Linked DNA regions of Hordeum vulgare: region 1 is linked to region 2. The links are chromatin contacts, called in public Hi-C maps. All regions are on one chromosome and are shown on one strand. Each heading gives the region's core, a stretch centred on a gene start, on an enhancer-like site or on the middle of the called end of the contact. The rest is flanking DNA. Distances are from core to core; before and after follow the strand shown.

Region 1 (5,516 bases), core at 657-3,156, 630 kb after region 2:
ACTCCTAATGCCAAGCAACCCCCTTGTCCACTTTGTTCGAATCGTCAATGCACAACTTTTGTTTTGAAATGGAATCCAAGGAGGTTAAGATTGCATTTTTCTTGGGGCAAGTTTAAGATAAACAACAACCATTCAACTAGGTTTGGGGTACAATTATTCCCTAGGGCCATGCCTCTGTGGCCTAGTTTCACACTCTGTTCATTATTGCGATGGACCTTACCATCTCGGTGGGCGAGGCTTTATGCGAGGGCACCAACAACATTACCTTCTAGAGGGCTCCCTCCTCGCTCGAGGCTGGTATATGGGACTTGTTGCTCGAGATTTGGCTAATGTAATATTCATAGACGAAGCCGACTCTGTCTCCTTTAACGAGGTGTCCTACTCCTGAGAATCAACGTGTTTCTATGTGAGCTCTTAAGAAACCATCTTCCTACACCAATGCACATTGCTAAGTTCAACGGGTCGTTTGATGGCACTTGCACTTTATGTGGCCAAATGGAGAGCACTCACCACATTTTGTTCCATTTCTGTTAGTTGAAGTTGTGTGGAGTTGTGCACGGAAGGAATTAAATTATGTTGTGATAGGACCCCCTCCCTTAGTGTTCGAACTTGTGGGTATAGGGTTGGGCCTTCATGCTATGTGCAAAGAGTTGTTTGACATTGTTTTTGCCACCCTAGTGCGGGCTTCATGGATTATATTCCATAAACTTGCTATTGAAAATGTTGTTACTTTCAATCTGGATAATTGTATTTTCAATTGTGTTTTCCCCTCCAGCTATGGGCACCACTCGGGAGATGAACGACATGGCTAGTGTGACCAAAGCGTTTTACAAACTTAAACATATCCATGCCATCAAAAGGGGGAAGGGCGATGACCACCTATGGTGCCACGTAGTGTCTTCCGTATTTCAGAACCAAAACATACTCTATGTAAGCAGTTGCTCTTTATCCGTTAGTTTCTAGCGTTTGGAAGCTCATCCCACTTTTTTGTGTGTAAATTTGGTTGTTAAGATTTTCTAACTCACTAGCCTTGTTACGTGTACGGTTTTTGCCCTGTTTTCCTCATAAACGGTGTCAACTTGTTTAGATTTTTGATCCAATTTTCTTATAAACTGGATCAGCGAAATCTCAAGGAATGATTTTTGCTTTTGGTAAAAAATTTAGCAATATATATTCAGGCGGGAATCCTCCTCCTCGTGATCATTAAACAAAACAAAACTCACTAGACTTAGTTTGGACTTTGTAAATTTAAAGCCGATGGTTGCTTGCGCTTTCTTTTTTTTTAGATTGCATTGAAAATGAAGTTCATCACAATTGTAAGCAAAATATTTCATATGAAGCAAAACTAAAAGACTTTGGAAACGAATTTAGTTTCTAAAGGAAGCAACTTACTCCCCCGCTTAAGATGTTTTGGATATTTCAATGTGAGCTAGATATGAATTAGATGAGTGAACAAACGTACTAAAACGTGTCTACGTGCATCTAATTTTAAAAATATATTATCTTTTTTGAATTAATTGTTTTAGATTTTTCAAGATATGGATGTATCTAACACACACTAAAGCGATTTGTATCTAGACAAATCTGAGTCAACTAATTCGGCCATGAAATCACATTTTGCTGGAGCCATTAGTTTCCTCAACTCCCGAAATTAGTTTCCAAAAACTGAAGAAAGTTAAATTGGCCAGTAGTTAATATAGCAAATTGCACGTAATTAGCGTTAACCATTTTCAGTGCTTGAAAACTGTACACCAGAGACGTGCACGGGCCACCATGCTCGTCCAACGACCGCCACGCGTCTTGACGCCGGCTAGGTGGGTACGAGCCGCTGTCGTCGGGTCTTCCACCACCACCATCCGATGCCATCCAACGGCCCATGCCCGCCCCACTCTGCCGCGGCTTCTATATAATCCCGAGCCCACGATCCTGGTCCTCCCCCCTACGCCGTGCTGTGCTCGAGTGTCAACGTCATCCCGTAGCCCCGCCGCCGCCTCCGCCACAAGCGAACAAGGTGAGGCGCCCCTCCTCCCGCCAGTCTTCTTCTTCATTTTGCTTACGCTCGTTCCGATCTAGTAGGCGGCTTCATTTTGCTTCCGTTTCCATCGTGCGGTCCGATCTGGTACGCGTTTGTTGTGCCTGTCGCTTAGGGCTTTAGAAACGGGCCTCGTCTTGATCCGCCGCCCCGGTACTTCGCGGTGAAATTTGCGCTTAATTTCTTGTCAACTTGTTGTCTAGAGGAAGTGCCGCCCAGGTTCGCGGCGACCAGCTAGATCCTCGTGATTGGGGATTTCGCCACCCTTTTTTCTCTCTGAAATCCTTTCGAGATTGGGTGTACTGCGGCCATTATTCATCCTGTGAACCAGTCGAGAGATTTGATATTAGTAGTGATCTGTATGTGCTTATTCTGTACGCAGAGATTAATAGTACCCGGTCCATTTATCTGGGATTTGGTGCCGAACAATGGATTGCGAGTGGTAGTTTGGTCACAGTACAATTGGATTGGTGCCTTATGCTGCGAAATAGTGGCTGCGATTTAGTTGCTGGACAGTGGCTGAACAGTTTGGTCACAGCGCAATTGGATAGGTACCTTGTGCTGTGAATAATAGTGATTTATGTTGTTCTTAGGACCTTGTCCTGGGAAGAATAGAATTTATACTGCTGTGTCCCGAGGTGCTGATTCGCAAGTTACAGCCCTGCGCGTTGAGTGCACTGGTTGATTCTTTTATTCGTGGAATCTTGTCCTGTTTGTGCAACTTGATTATTGTAGGCCGCTTTGGTTAGGGTATCTGTATTTCATGTCCCTACCACTGCCTACTTTTTACAATAGGGAGGAGAATGACTTGTGGGCATTCACACAACTGCTAAAACTCACGAGCAGCTCATTTCATTAGAGTTTAAGAAAGTAAAATAGTTTGTATGTATGTCGAATATGGTATTTCAAATCCAAGTTTCTAACCTCTAGAGTGTTTTCCTTTTATGGCAGTTCTTATGTTCTGAGACACTGATCACGTTTTGTGTAGGCCAAAGAAGATGGCTGAAGTTGAAACCTTTCTCTTCACATCTGAGTCTGTCAATGAGGGGCACCCTGACAAGCTCTGTGACCAGATATCTGATGCTGTGCTAGATGCATGCCTGGCTGAAGATCCTGACAGCAAGGTTGCTTGTGAGACATGCACCAAGACCAACATGGTCATGGTTTTCGGTGAGATCACTACCAAGGCCAATGTTGATTATGAGAAGATTGTCAGGGACACTTGCCGTGGCATTGGTTTTGTGTCCAATGATGTAGGGCTTGATGCTGACCACTGCAAGGTACTTGTCAACATTGAGCAGCAGTCCCCTGACATCGCTCAGGGTGTCCATGGCCACTTTACCAAGCGGCCTGAGGAGATTGGCGCTGGTGACCAGGGCCATATGTTTGGATATGCAACTGATGAGACTCCTGAGTTCATGCCCCTCAGCCATGTTCTTGCTACCAAGCTTGGAGCTTGTCTCACCGAGGTTCGCAAGAACGCGACCTGCCCGTGGTTGAGGCCTGATGGCAAGACCCAGGTGACTGTGGAGTATCACAATGACAATGGTGCCATGGTCCCTATACGTGTCCACACTGTGCTCATCTCTACCCAGCATGATGAGACAGTGACCAACGATGAGATTGCTGCTGATCTGAAGGAGCATGTGATTAAGCCTGTCATCCCAGAGCAGTACCTTGATGAGAATACCATCTTCCATCTCAACCCATCTGGCCGCTTTGTCATTGGTGGACCTCATGGCGATGCTGGTCTCACTGGCAGGAAGATCATCATTGACACTTATGGTGGCTGGGGAGCTCATGGTGGAGGCGCTTTCTCTGGCAAGGACCCAACCAAGGTTGACCGCAGTGGTGCATATATTGCAAGGCAGGCGGCGAAGAGCATTGTCGCCAGTGGCATTGCCCGCCGCTGCATCGTCCAGGTGTCTTATGCTATTGGCGTGCCTGAACCACTCTCTGTCTTTGTTGACACATACGGCACGGGCAAGATCCCTGACAAGGAGATCCTCGAGATTGTTAAGGAGAACTTCGACTTCAGGCCAGGCATGATCATCATCAACCTTGACCTCAAGAGGGGCGGGAGCGGGCGCTACCTCAAGACGGCGGCATACGGGCACTTCGGCAGGGATGGCGCGGACTTCACCTGGGAGGTTGTGAAGCCCCTCAAGTGGGAGAAGCCTTCTGCCTGAGCAAACACTTAGCGAAGCCTCTGAATAAAATTAGTTTTACCTGTCGCAGCAAGTAATATCTCTATTCATTGCTCCAGTGCTGCAACGGTGCAAGTCTTTTTTTTTCAGTGTGTTTAGAGGTGCATGTATCGTGGGTGTGCTACTTGTGTTCTTATCTGCTCAAGTCATGGTAATGGTGACGACAAGATTGAAACTATCCAAGAAATATAGCTCTCCACTCTTTGGTAATCATCTGTATTGGAACAACTCTGTTCAGCATGTATGCGATTTCTTTTCGTTCCGCGGTAGAGAGCATCAGCATTTTATATCTTTTATATATTCACCTATAGATGCTAAGGACCGTGATAGTACTTCCACTTATATGTGTTTTATTTATGTGGTAATATAAGGAGCGTGATAGTACTTTCACTTATATGTGCTTTATTAGGTGCTATTTCCTCCTTAAACTAATATAAGAGTGTTCAGATTGCTAAAGTAGTGATCTAAACACTTTTATATTAGTTTATAGAGGAAATACATTTTTTACCTACTCATTTTGTCTTATAATATAAGAGTATCTCTCATGGTGAGAGGGGCACTAAATGTTCGTAACGATGATAATTTGAGTGAACACATTTTAAGATAGCAAATTTTGTTTCTAGAGCATGCCGATTTTCACATTTTTTTTCTTTGACTCCCTTTAACCAGCATGACAATTTTCAACATTGTAATTTTTACATTATAACATAACAATCCTTATGCAAGATCAGGCAAATTTCGTCCATGTTCACATGGTAATTCTAAAGTGTTAGTTCTTTTTAATAACACAAACGGTTATACATCTATAAACATTTTTAAAAGACTGAGCCAGTATATTGAACGTGGTTTTGTGAGCGAACGTCAGATACTATTAGCGTTCTTATTTTGACCTGGCTCGTGCTACACCTGCCATCACATCACTTAGCACCTCCTCTAGATACTATTAGCGTTCTTATTTTGACCTGGCTCGTGCTACACCTGCCATCACATCACTTAGCACCTCCTCTAGCAGTTTCTTACGGGAAAATTTTGTTTCCGTCACTCCAGATTTTGACAATTTTTCTTACGCCACTTTAAAATTCGACATTTCATTTTTTTCATTCTTAAATTTTAACAGCATATCGTAAATGCCATTTTGTTAGGCCTGTGAGTTGACCGTTTTTCCTAGCTACCGCTTTTCCTAGCTAATTAACCAGGCAATGTGTTGTCAGCATTTTCTCAAAAGACCGGTTACCCCTGCTACTTGTGAGGCCACTTTGTAAGTGACCCAGACCCAT
Region 2 (5,491 bases), core at 2,716-5,215:
AAACCCATATTACAAGCACTCCTGAAGAGATTATGAGCTTCAAAATTAACAGTAATAAGTTCATGAACAAAAGAACAAAGCGGGAAACCATATCTATGAATCATAATTTCATGAATAATAGCACTCAAACAGAAAGTTGGCTTGCTTTTGTGTTAAGGCTGAATAAGTGGACTTAACTGGACGTGAGCTTTCGACATAGAAAGTATAAGAACCGGGGTCGCTGACACAACCGTCTATTCCTGGCCATTCCTGGGAGGGCTCTCCTCCCTTCTCTCTGTTGCCCTATAAGGCATAGCATCATCTGATAGTTAGAATTATATTACCTTGGGGTTCCTTTACTCCTTTTTGTCAAATAAATAAAGTCGTTGGAAACGACAATGAGTATATTTATTACGTTAACTAAAGTTTATTTATTTCTCTTCATTTCTATCACAATAAGATAGACTTTACCTAGGATGGGAATGGATTAGGTATTACTCCCTCCGTTATTAAATATAAGTCTTTTAAACGATTTTATTAGATGTCTACATACGAAGCAAAATGATTGAATGTACACTCTAAAATATGTCTATATACATCCGTAAGTAGTCCACTAGTGAAATCTCTACAAAAGACTTATATTTAGGAACGGAGGGAGTAGGTCTTAGACTATCTCCTAGCAATCTATACCTAATAATAAAGAGGCTATTGCTTCCGTCGGAAAACACACCGCGGCATTTTTATAAAAAAGCCCATGTAATTTTTATTATTCAACCCGCGTTTATCATTATTTTAATAAATCAAAATGATTATAAAAAAATTAAAAGCGTGTGGTATTTTTTTTCTCCCGTTGCAATGCACGGGCCTTTTGCTAGTCTTTTATTAATAACCGCTCTTCCCAACACTGACGCGTCGTCTGTTTGATGCAACAAGGCATTGTGCTGGAGCTCTCCTACTGATCCGCTTGCCAGATCACCTATAGTACGCTCGTTGCATCCAAAATGATACGCTTCACACAAGGCACGCCTCTCGGTCAGCCCAATTAGCCAGCAGCGCAAGCAGCAAATGATGACAGTAGGAAGCGGGTTAACTATAGCGACCTGACATTGTAGCGGTACATACACTGTAGAGACTAGCACACTTTAGTGACCAGCTTTACTATACCGAACCGGTTTTCCGTGTTCTTTTGATGTCGAACATTCATTAAAAATGAATACCGCGAACATTAAAACTTGTTCAACTACTACAAAAATTTGTTCACAAACTATATAAACTTCTCAAATTCAATAAAATGCTCTCAAATTCAAAAGGTGTTCACAAAATTCAAAAAAAAAAAATCTTGAATTCAAAAGGTGATTGAATATAATAATATGTTGTTTTCTTGGTAAATAAGGCAACCTTTTTTAAAACTATGAACAAATGTGAAACATGAACATGTTTTGAAATTTTGATCTATTTTTGAAAATACAAGCTATTTTTTTGGAAAAAAAGAAAACTTTATGAAACACATAAACATATTTAGAAATACCAAAGATTTATTTAAAAATGCAAACGTTTTTTGGAATCAGTACATTTTTTGAGAATAATGAAAATCTTTCTATATTTTGAACATCGTTTTGGAGTTGCGATTTTTTGAGCATTTTAGAACAAATCGAATAACTTTCTATTACTTCCGATGCTTTCAATATATACAACTTTTTATTATGTTGATGAACTTTTCTAAAAATTGATGAACTTTTTATTATTATTTTTCCCTTTTGCTCATATAAACGAATTTTGGTTCAATATTGATGAACTTTTTAAATTTTGATGAACTTTTTTCGGATTCTATGATCTTTTCTCCAACATCGATGAACTTTTTTGGATTCGATGATCTTTTTTCCTATATTGATGACCTTTTTAAAAAAATGATGAACTTTTAAAAAAAAGAATGAACTGTTTTTATTGTGAACTATTTTTTAATATGAATGAAAGTTTTTTCAAAACCGATGAGCTTATTTTCAAAATTTATGAACTTTCCTAAAATTAGTGAACTGTTTTGTAAAGTTGAACAAACTTTTTTCAAATTTTATGAACTTTTTTACAAATTCAATATGTTTTCAAATTGATTAAAAAAAAATAAACCCATGAACATTATTCGATTTCTGGGATTTCTCAAATTCAGAAACACTTTCGAGTGCAATTTTTTTGAAATATATTGAGACTTTTATTAAAAATGAACTTCTTTTGAATCTGTGAACTTTTTCCATTTGGTGAACTTTTTATTGAATACGTAAACTTTTTTTGCATGGTCGTAAACTTCATTTGAAATCTATGAACATGTTTTCGGATAATTGAAATAACTAAATTGTATATTTAGTGCGCAATAAATAACACCTCTACTATTTTACTCTTAAAAGTTTCTCGCTGAGAACAATCACTAACAAATAGTTAATCGAGTGGTTAGCTTTTACTACATTCATTCCTAAATATAAGACATTTTAGAGCGAAAGTGCCTTTGTGCTCCCGAGCTCATTTGAGCTCGGATGAACAGTAAAATCGAAAAAAATCGAAAAATGTTTAAAAAATTCTGAAAGTTTTTTTAGGCCAATTTTTACAAAAGTTCTAACTGCATGCAAAAATTTGGCATGAACTAACATTTCTACAAGGCGTGGAAAAATAAACAATATAGACACTCTGAAAATGCGCATTTTCAAAGCATCCATTTTGTTTATTTTGCCACGCCTTGTAGAAATGTTTTTTTGAAAAATGTAATGAACTTTTTCTAACTTTTGAAAAATGTAATGAACTTTTTCTAAATTGGATGATTTTTTTCAATTTATATGAAGTTTTTTTCAAATTGATGAACCTTTTTAAAAGATATGATTTTTTTCAAATGATGTGAAAAGTTATATCTTTTCCCCTTTATATACCTTTTCTATTTGCAGGAAGCCCCCAGTTTTGAGAATAAAACTGTCTAAATCAGTTTTCCCTGGTTCGTTGGGCAGTTTTTCGTCTGGTTCTTATTTGCTTTTTCTTCTTCCTTTCTTATTTTCTTATTTTTGTTTTTATTAAGTTTTTTCTAAAACAATGAAATTTATCAAATTTTGATAAACTATCTTAAGTTTTGATCAAAAAAATTTAAACTATGAACTTTTTGCAAATTCAATGAACATTTTTCAAAATTAATGTTTTTTTTTCAAATTTGATGTTTTTTTTAAAAAATTGATGAAAAACAATGAGCTAATTTTGAAATTCGATGAACTCTTTTAAAATTGATGAACTTTTTTTTTCCCAAAAACGATGACCTATTTAAGACACAATGAATTTATTTCGGAATTGATGAACTTCTTTCAAATTCAAAACTTTCTTCAAATTCATGAATTTTTTTATTTTCTTAATAAATCTATGAATAGTTTTATTTACACGTCATATTCAGAACTGTAAAAAACCAAAACCGGTCTTTTTCCTGAAACAATTGCACATCTCATTCGAAAAAAATCAAACGAGCCTAGCAAAAGCAAACAGTAGTGGATTTACTTTATTGGCCACGGACCATTGCTAGACGTTGTAGGCGCTAGTTATCCGAATCGGCGCTTAATGCGCCGATTAGGAGCTCCCTCCTGCACCACTGCATAGGAGGTGAGGACTGCAGCGATCTTGATAAGAAAAAGAATACGAACGGAGAGTATGAAAGAGGCCCAACCCATACCTGGCCAAATGGGCCGTGTCAATTGGGCAGGCCCGACAGCCCGACACACTCTAATCGTCCTCGTGCACGGCACGCAGCACGTCTCGGACCGTGCCTGGGCTTGGAGGCTCGGCACGTGGGCCGACACGACACGATCCATTTTGTTATATATATTTAATTTTTTAATATATATATATGTGTGTGTGTGTGTGCGTGCGTGCATGCGTGCGTGCGTGTGTGTGTGATATACAGATCAATAGACCTAAAATAAGTTCATGAAACTAAAAATATACAACACAACGTGTTAATCGGGTCAGGGTCAACATACGGTCCGTTTATTAACCAGGCCGTGCCTAGGCCCGAAGGCGCACCCCACATGCTAACATGGCACGGCCTGATCGGTAAACGTGCTGTGCGAGGCCCGTTTGCAGCGGCCCGTGCCAGCCCGTTTGGCCAGGTATGGCCCAACCAAGTGCTGGGCTGACTGCCTAATCCAGGGCAACAGCACGACGTCCACCCATTCCGCCCCCGCGTCCAACGAACCAACCAAAATTGGCGCTGCTCCACCTATCACGTCGCACCCGGCCGTTCCTTCCATCCAAAACCCAAGGGAAACCCTCACGCTCTTCCCAAGGCCGAACAGATAGCATTTCCTCGAATACATCGCCTCGTCCTTCCTCCATGGCCACCGCGTCGCTGTCCGCTCTGTCCTCGTCGGCCGCCGCCGCCGGCAGGCGCTTCGTCCTCTCCTCCCCGTCGCTCGCCTTCGCCTCCCGCCGCATCGCCGCCCCAGCCCGCCTCCGCGCCGCCGTTCTTCCGGGGGAAAGGAGATTCGCGGCGTCCGCGGCATCGGCATCCCCGGTCGTGGCCACCATCGCGGTCGGCGACAAGCTGCCCGACGCCACGCTCTCCTACTTCGACCCAGCCGACGGCGAGCTGAAGACGGTGACGGTCGGCGACCTCACGGCGGGGAAGAAGGTCGTGCTCTTCGCTGTCCCGGGCGCCTTCACCCCGACCTGCTCGCAGAAGCACCTGCCGGGGTTCGTCGAGAAGGCGGGCGAGCTGCGCGCCAAGGGGGTGGACACCGTGGCGTGCGTCTCGGTGAACGACGCCTTCGTGATGAAGGCGTGGAAGGAGAGCCTCGGCCTCGGCGACGACGTGCTGCTGCTGTCGGACGGCAACCTCGAGCTCACCCGCGCGCTGGGCGTGGAGATGGACCTCTCCGACAAGCCCATGGGGCTAGGCGTGCGGTCCCGCCGCTACGCGCTCCTCGCAGACGACGGCGTCGTCAAGGTGCTCAACCTCGAGGAGGGCGGCGCCTTCACCACCAGCAGCGCCGAGGAGATGCTCAATGCGCTCTGAGCCGCGCCTGCTCTGCTTCTTGCCTGAGTCGTGTCTAGTAGTGAATAATAATCCGACGAACTGTTTCTCGTGTGAGCGTCCTTTGATGCGTCGTCATCGTGGAGAGGATTTTGTTTTCTTTCATTGAGCATTGCGTGATGTCCATGTGCTCGATGGAATGACTTGAGTTTTTCAAGGCGTCGTACACTCGTACTTGTTCTTGCATTGCCAGCGCTAAAGCCTGCGGGTTTGCTGAGATGTTTACAAAGCTTGCGTACAAAATCGCATTGTGCTGAGATTGAAGTCAACTGATCAGTTCGGATTTTTCTCAAGGAGGATAATACCGGCCTCTCCATAGAGGCATCTTCATTAAATTAATTACAAAACAAAATACATGAATTAACCCAGAGCCACCTACATGTCGATCTAACTTAGTATTAGCTTATGATACGGCCTGGTCACGCACCAACGCACATCACGATGGTCTAACCAAGCCATCCC

What was found. Hi-C and Micro-C count contacts between places; a contact is called where the count stands out from the background.
Region 1: a contact with region 2 is called in a Hi-C map of leaf, with 3 times the contacts expected there. The contact joins the promoter of LOC123405986 here to the promoter of LOC123403884 in region 2. A contact is called at or near these places in 2 of 6 Hi-C or Micro-C datasets (leaf and seedling) and 1 of 1 datasets of contacts at active chromatin or transcription factors (embryo).

Annotation. Positions count from the first base shown.
Region 1 is chr6H:159,072,271-159,077,786 of MorexV3_pseudomolecules_assembly, forward strand. It overlaps LOC123405986 (S-adenosylmethionine synthase 4), which reads left to right and starts at 1,907. Exons shown (of 2, transcript XM_045099492.1): 1 at 1,907-2,011; 2 at 3,021-4,449. The coding sequence starts at 3,031. The coding sequence ends at 4,221.
Region 2 is chr6H:158,444,148-158,449,638 of MorexV3_pseudomolecules_assembly, forward strand. It overlaps LOC123403884 (peroxiredoxin-2E-2, chloroplastic-like), which reads left to right and starts at 3,966. Exons shown (of 1, transcript XM_045097796.1): 1 at 3,966-5,286. The coding sequence starts at 4,331. The coding sequence ends at 5,011.